Regions from separate parts of the Pan troglodytes genome. Here region 1 is linked to region 2. Evidence: chromatin contacts called from public Hi-C data. All regions are on one chromosome and are shown on one strand. The core of a region is the stretch at or near the end of the contact, and the rest is flanking DNA. Distances in the headings are between cores, read along the strand shown. Region 1 holds the start of HS3ST5 (heparan sulfate-glucosamine 3-sulfotransferase 5). Region 2 overlaps LOC134810357 (a long non-coding RNA gene).

The links. Hi-C and Micro-C count contacts between places; a contact is called where the count stands out from the background.
Region 1: a contact with region 2 is called in a Hi-C map of stem cell-derived neural progenitor cells, with 5 times the contacts expected there. The contact joins the promoter of HS3ST5 here to the enhancer-like site in region 2. A contact is called at or near these places in 1 of 7 Hi-C or Micro-C datasets (stem cell-derived neural progenitor cells) and 1 of 1 datasets of contacts at active chromatin or transcription factors (stem cell-derived excitatory neurons).

Annotation. Positions count from the first base shown.
Region 1 is chr5:126,239,636-126,243,707 of NHGRI_mPanTro3-v2.0_pri, forward strand. It overlaps HS3ST5 (heparan sulfate-glucosamine 3-sulfotransferase 5), which reads right to left and starts at 1,540. Exons shown (of 5, transcript XM_054686194.2): 1 at 1-1,540. LOC134810358 (a long non-coding RNA gene) reads left to right here and starts at 824. Exons shown (of 3, transcript XR_010158150.1): 1 at 824-909.
Region 2 is chr5:125,892,397-125,895,921 of NHGRI_mPanTro3-v2.0_pri, forward strand. It overlaps LOC134810357 (a long non-coding RNA gene), which reads left to right. Exons shown (of 5, transcript XR_010158149.1): 3 at 27-170; 4 at 2,294-2,754. Among named protein-coding and RNA genes, the nearest start is that of HDAC2, 24 kb to the left of the region's middle. Within about 2 kb of position 1,760, at least 9 of the 24 cell types and tissues checked have an H3K27ac peak or open chromatin away from gene starts, as enhancers often do. A contact at or near this core is called in stem cell-derived neural progenitor cells, where this site is marked.

The DNA of each region.
Region 1 (4,072 bases), core at 290-2,789, 350 kb after region 2:
CAAGTAACAGGAGCAGGAGTCTCAGCGCTCCAGTGAGTAGCGACAGCGACCTCTCAGACTTGTTAGTAGTAACAGTATGACCACCCCTCGACTGCATCCATCCCGCGCGCGCGCCCGCGCGCGTGTGTGTGTTGGGTGGGAAGAGATGCATAAAGTGGGGCTGTGAGGGGTGTGGGAGGGGCCAGCTGGGAAGAGAAAACACCCCACCCACATGTTAACTTAGCCTTTGCCTGTTCTTTGCCTGCCCTCTGCCTGTCCTCTGCTGGGGCCTCGCAGGCCCCCACTGTCCCAAAGCTGCCCTCGCGCTCCAAACAGCTCCACAGCCACCCCAGAAGTGACCGAACGCGAACCCCTAAACTCTGGCGAGCGCAGTAAACGCGTGTTCCCTTTCTCCCTCAAAGAGAGCGCTACCCAGCGCTCTGGGAGAGTCTGAGAGAGAAACAGACAGGCAGGCTGACTGACACCTTCTGTCTAATTTTACCCCAGGAATTGCCCCCGCCGTTTCTCATCTCGCACTAGTTTAACCTCTGGTCCTAAGCAAACCTCTCAAAAGTCTTCCCCAGGCAGCGCCCAGGAGAACCGAACCCCACAAAGTGCTTTTTTGCTGGCATCACCCGGATGCTTCCCTTTGGCGATTTGCCCCTTCTCATTTCCCCCCAAATCTAGAGGTCTCAAAGCCCCTCCCCCGCGCGAGGCGGGCAGCGCGCCTTGCTCACCATGGTCCCCGGCGGTGGCGGCGCAGGCGGGAGCCTCAGGGCGCGGGGTCGGCGGCGGGTCGCGTGGGGTCACCCGGCCGCTGCTGCGGTCCGGACGGCAGTTGGTCCAGTAGTTTCGGATGCCCGGGCTAGGCTCGGCGGAGAGCGAGTCGGCGTGAATGAGAGCAAACCAACAGGGCTGTGCGTGGCGCGTGTGAGTAAGACGCGGGCGGGCCCCACACGCAGGCGGCGGCGGCGGCGGCGGCGGCGAGGTCTGAGGCGGGGAGCCGGGCGGGGGGGCAGGCGGGCGAGAAGTAGTGGAGTTTAGGGCGCGTTTCCTGCACTTCCCCGAGAGGCTGGAACCAGGTGCGGCAGGGCGCGCTCCCGTGGCGCGGGCACGGCACGGGCGGCCGCAGGAGCCGGAGTCCGCGCAGTGCCGGAGACCGCAGCCGCTCTGCGGGGGGAGGTGCGCATCCTCCTTGCCCCACGAGGGCACCGGCGCAGCCCCGGACCCTGCGCGCAGAGGGCGAGACTTCGGGCGTCCTCGGTGACAGCTCCTCGGGCAGCCCGCTCCCTCCCAATCCGCCCAAAAGAGCAACACTCAGTGTGACTGGGATCTTCCCTTCCTGCGTCCTCGAGCCTCCGGTGCCAAGCTGTGCAGGCGCCCCGCTCCCCGCGGCTGGCGCTGTCACGGCCGCCGCCCGGCCCCCAGAGTGCCCGAGCCGGCAGCTGCCTCCCGGAGACGTGCCCAGCTGTGTGCGCGTGTGTGTGTCTAAGCGAATCTCTTCCCCTCCATCACTTGGGCGCGCAGGAGGGACCGGGTCCCTGGCTACCAGCTGCAGAGTGGCTGCCAGTCCACACCCTCCCGGCTCTCTCCCCACCCACCCCGCCCCTACTCCTCCTCGCCTTCCCCTCCTCCCCCTGCTCCTCCTCCAGCTGCCGCTCCCGAGCTCCCAAAGGCAGCGGAGAAACCGCAGCGAAAGGGAGGAGGAGGAGGGTGTGGAAGGAAGCGCAGGTGTCTTTGGCGGAGAGACGGGCGCACGCACCGGAGCGGCTTGCTGCAGGGGGAGGGCAGGGCCTTAGGCGGAGAAAGGGGAGGAGGAGGATTTACCCGGAGGCGGAGGTCCCGCTGCTGAGCCACTGCGCGTCCCACCCAGGCGCTAGAACCGCGGGCGAGCAGCGCAGTGGGGGGGCCGGGTGGGCGCGCAGGGCTCCCAGTTGGACTGAGGTCGCAGCTTGGGGAACCTGCGGAGGTGACCAGGGTGGCAGAACTCGGGGACACAGAGGTCGGAGGGACCCAATTGCTGAGGCGCTGAGACCGGTCTCTCTGGGGTGAGGGGGATGCCTAGACCCAGAGCTTGGGGCACACAGGCGTCCAGGAAGCTGGTGTGTGTGGCTCCAGAGTGTCAGGCGGGAGAGCCGGAGGCGGTGAAGGGTCGGGCGGCGGCCGCGGCGTGCTTGGGGCTGCTGTGTGCATCCGGAGTCACAGGGGGCGATCACCGCCTAGCTGGGAAGCGGAGCTCAGGACTCAGCCTTCTTTCAGGTCCCAAGTCCAAAAGCCGAGAGGCACACTAGCCTTCCCAATTTAGTCTGTGTTCCTCCAACCCTTTGCCCCCAGCAAAACAAGAGGCCAGGAGCTGATTCTACCTGCTACTTACTGTGCTCTTTACCGGACTGAAAGGACTCTACTGCTCCAAGGAGACTGATGTGTTGCTTCCTCTCTCCCAACTCTAGTCCCCTCCCTCAACATACATTCCTACCCAACCAAAATTATCCAGAACATTGTATTTCTTATTGATAAACTTTTTCCCTCTGGGGTTCCCTAAAAATGAAAATCTTTCCTCCCTTTTTATCTGTAGAGGCATTAAGTCTCTTGCTTACATTTCATAGTACAAATGCAGTACACAGAAAAGTCCTTTAGGCAAGAAATCACAGCATTATTGCTTATGACGGCTTGTCTGTTTTCAAATGACAGTCGCAGAATGCAAATTTGTGTCAACCTGAGGTCAGTGGAGAGAGTTGGTCCATTTAATTAGAGGTATTTTGGAAGGAATCTGGGAAACAACACTAGAAAGAATTGCTGTACTTTCTCCAGTACCCATTCCTTTTTATTATGGTAATTTCACTCTGTTAATTTAGGCAATCTGAAAATGAAAGGTCGGATGCAATTTACAAGGCACAATATTTCTAGATTCTCATTCAACAGCCCGCCCCACCTCCTTCCTCCCACCACTCTTACCATCACCTCAAAAGGTCATGAGCTAAGAACCGAAACTGCACTTTTTAAATCTCAGGATATAGCCTGAATGACAAAGCTGTTGAGTTTTAGAAAGAGACCAGTTAAGTCTAAACTTATTTACCAACTACTCAGACAAAATCATATGCTCAGCAGCAACAATAAAATGTATACTGTGTAATATATTGAGCAGGAGGAAAGATGGCTGTTTGCCAGATATGTGATCCATTAACCTCTTTAGCTCATTATTGGCAACAATAGCATACAATCACATTCCTATGTTTGAAAGACAAGAGATTTTTTTTTCCCATCTTAAAATCACAATGCCACATTATAGTCTAAAAGAAACCTCAAACAATAAAAGTAATAAGAAAGGAAGAAACATGGTTTGTTTTTTTTTCTGAACAAATGTTGCTGTTCTGTTTTTTTTTCTTGAGGGGAAAAATGCTGATAAGCAATAAAGTCCACAAAAGCATGACAATAGATTTTGAAGAATGCATCACTCCATCTATTAGTCCTTTCAATTAGTAAACTTTATTTAAAAGGTTTATTTATATTATCTCTTGATTGGTATTCAGTCTTTCTTTTGTACCTGGAAGATGACTGAGAAGGAGGATGGGTGAGCTGAATCTGGTTTCTCATAATTCTGTCTTGCATCAGGTTTATGTTTGGCAGGAGAGGAATGCTCAGCAGCCTGTGCTTTCTCAGCAATCCTAACTTCTCCTCAGAGGATCCTTTGCTCTGTAGCTGATGGATTGTGAGATTGTCACAGTAATTTTGCCTACCTGCTACAGGGTCACACCTGGGGTTGGGAGCAGGTACGGTTCCAAAAACTGGGATGCAATGCTCTGGAAAGAGCTTTTACCTTGCCCAGGGTTGGAGGATTAGATGAACGTGCATGAGCTTTTTTGTGTTGCTTTTCAACTTCTACAGATGACCTGGATTTTCTGCTAGGTGAAGTGTGGAGGTGGGTGGGTGTGGCCTAACATTTTAAGAAACATTTTGGTATTGTGGTAAATTAAACAAATACAACTAAACACCAGACATAATGGTACACCCAAAAAATCTATTTGAAATACAGTTTTGAAAACAGTCACAGATTTATTGGTTTAGCTTAGTCATCTATGCCAAATAAAGTACA
Region 2 (3,525 bases), core at 510-3,009:
TCTACTCTCTTCCCCTATCTGAATAGGAAGGAGTCTGTAGCTTTAGGGGAAGACAGAGCCACAAGATGGAAGGAGCTTGGATGTCTGAACTACTCCATGGAGAAAAGCTGCAGCCAACGAAGAACACCTGCAATGGACTCTTAACCTGGGGTGACGACAACCACTGAAATGTGAGGGCATATTCGTTAACATTTGTCTAGCATTACCCTAACTGATATCTAATTAATTTCCTTACATCCTCAAACTTCTTGCCTTAAATTTAATCTCCTGCCTGTCCCCCAGGAGTTCAGTTCCCCTCAAGCTTCTGGAAGAGAGGCTGCTCATTCTTCCACAACAGCCTAGACACCATGGAGGCTGAGAGATGGTACTGGCATTTTCTTTTTTTTTTTTTTTTTTTGAGATGGTGTCTTGCTCTGTCGCCCATGCTGGAGTGCAGTGGCACGATCTTGGCTCACTGCAACTTCAGCCTCCCAGGCTCAAGCGATTCTCTTGCCTCAGCCTCCCAAGTAGCTGGGATTACAGATGTGTGCCACACCTGGCTAATTTTTGTATTTGTAGTAGAGATGGGGTTTCACCATGTTGGCCAGGCTGGTCTCGAACTGCTGACGTCAGCCGATCCATCCATCTTGGCCTCCCAAACTACTGAGTGTGAGCCACCGCGCCTGGCTGTTATTGGCATTTTCTTAACTCCTAGTTGCATTGTTCAGACCACTTCACATGTGAAATTAATGCCATCCAACTTTTTTTCCTAGTTGGTGTTCCACACACAGATTGGCATTGACATTGTTATATAGCCTGCCTGTGCTCAGGGAGAGAATTTGAGGATGAAAGGGAATATTGGCATCAGTGTCTATGGCAACCTAAAGAAATGTATATGAATTTGCGTATACATCAAGCTCTCTAATTACCATGAGGAAAAACATGAATTCTTTCCCAGTCTGGTCCCTCTTATTAGTCTCACTTTTCTTTCCCCCATACACCAACTGCATCATCTGTCCCATTTCCATGGGGTGTGTGGGCAGCTGAGGGAGATCCAGCATAAGACATCAGTGCTGAAAACCCTAGCCTGGAAACACCAAAGGCCAAATGAGACTCTATCACAGAATTTCTAACACATATATCCAAGGTGCAATGACTCAGTTTGTCAAACCTTTAGATTATGTGATAATTTACTGATGATTCACTTTAGAGATTTGAAAATAAAAGTACTTTTATATTTTTGTTTTTCTGAAAATGGTCCCAAAGTTCAATGATTTTCTTGCATATCTCAAATATTACAATGTAATTGGTGATTTAAAGCCAGCACATTTTTGCAGGCTATCTGAAAAGAACTTACTTTTCCATAAAGCCCTCTAAGTTTCTTTGCCCTTATTAGATTTATAGCTGATTCTTTCAAAGCTGACTGTGACCTTGACCTGCAGACAAAAATAGCAAAATATAAATTTTGTGGAAGGCAGTAGCACTGTCTTTCTTGGATAAAGTCTGCATCTCCTACCAAGAAAAATTCTAAGAGGTATTGCCAAGCTAATGCACATGGTTAAAGTAACTGCCCCATCGCCCCTTTTCTTTCTTTCTTTTAATTTTTTTGTTCTAGGTTTACTGCACTTGCCTCTAGCAGTTATGGAATTCTATGCCACTCAAATCCTCTATCTGTTGCAAAAATGTGCATCCCAAGATGGTGCTCTTGAGCTGTGGTGCAGTATCTTCAGACAGACACTGTGGGTCCCACAATGAAGCAATGGAGAAAAAAGACACCACTAAAGAACCACCAGGGTGCAGCATTCCTGAGTGGCAGAAGCCATGCAGGAAATGGCAGTATGTACAGCTGGCACTTTGAAGAACAATGAATTCCTTCAAGGCTCTGTGCAGACATTTCAAACAGTGGATACCAGACAGGCTTGGCATAGCTTAGACTCAATTATAGCTAGAATTATTTTATTTCTGGGTAGGTAACTGAGAGAAGCAGGAACTGTGCATGTATCTCCATATGGTTTTATTTTTAAAGAATGAAACAGCAACAAATATAAACAACTGCTGTAACAGCAAAGAGCGTAATTTCTTCTAAAATGAGGATTATATTTAGAACACTCCAAATGGGGACACACTGTCTGACAAGAAGTCAGAATATCGGAAAATGGAAGTGTCTTACTTAATTAAATAACCCTGAAGTAATTTAATATCATGAGTAGGTGAGACTTTTAAAAAGGGTTAAACAAAGGCATATCCCTAGGTAGAAATATGTAGCCCTATCACCTGCAAAATTGTCATAGATCTTTGTGTTTTATTTTCACAGATGCTGCATCTTAGTCCAGGGATTTTTAAAGTGTGGTTCCTGGAAGAGCTGGATCAGAGTCATCTGTGTTGATGGTTTAACATAAAGATTTTCGGGCCCCAAGACTCAAATAGGACAAGGAATTTGAATTTTTAAGCAGCTCACCTGACTTGTCTGTCCTCTAATGTCTGAAGACATCTGACCTCTGCTCTTTCAGTAAAAGCAACAATGGTTTTATGAGCATTGTCGTCACATCTCTCCACTCAAGGGATCCTTCTCATTTCTCCCAGCTGAGGTCACCCACAGCTGCTGCTTCTAACTGCTGGCTTCCAGTCTGCTGTCTGCCAGCTGGCTCTACCCTCTCCTATAACACAGCAGAGAGTAGCTGTGGTCTCCTGCGTGCTCACCCTCTGCTCCCTTGGTCCTGCTCCATGCTTTGGTCCTGCACTTAAATTTTACAAGCATACTCTCTTTCTCTTAAGGTAAGCAACCATTTTAAATCTCAGCAGTAAACAAAACAAAAAATCACCAGGAAACTATATGAAATCAGGTTTTTTTGTTTGTTTGTTTTTGGTTTTTGGTTTTGGTTTTGTTTTTTTGGTGGTATTTTGTTTTTTGTTTTTTTGAGATGGAGTCTTGCTGTGTCACCCAGGATGGAGTGCAGTGGAGCCATCTTGGCTCACTGCAATTTCCGCCTCCCAGGTTCAAGCAATTCTCCTCTCTCAGCCTCCTAAGTAGCTGGGATTACAGGCACCCACCACCATGTCTGGCTAATTTTTGTATGTTTAGTAGAGATGGGGTTTCACCATGTTGGCCAAGCTGGCCTCAAACTCCTGACCTCAAGTGATCTGCCTGCCTCAGCCTCCCAAAGTGCTGGGATTATAGGCATGAGCCACCACGCCTGGCATCAAAGCAGGTTTTAACCAGCCTTTTTGTCCACTGATAACATAAAGGAGGTCAGCAGCAGCTAAGTCCTGTGCCAGAAGAGCTTTCTTGTCCTTTCACACTGCAAGAGAAATAATCACTTAGCTAAGAGGCCAATTTTACCTTTTTTAAAAAAAAATTTAAAAATGAGGGCGGGTGCAGTGGCTCACTCCTGTAATCCCAGCACTTTGGGAGGCCAAGGCGGGCAGATCACTTGAGGTCAGGAGTTCGAGACTAGCCTGGCCAACATGGTGAAACCCCGTCTCTACTAAAAATACAAAAAAAATAGCCAGGTGTGGTGGCGGGCGCCTGTAATCCCAGCTACTTGG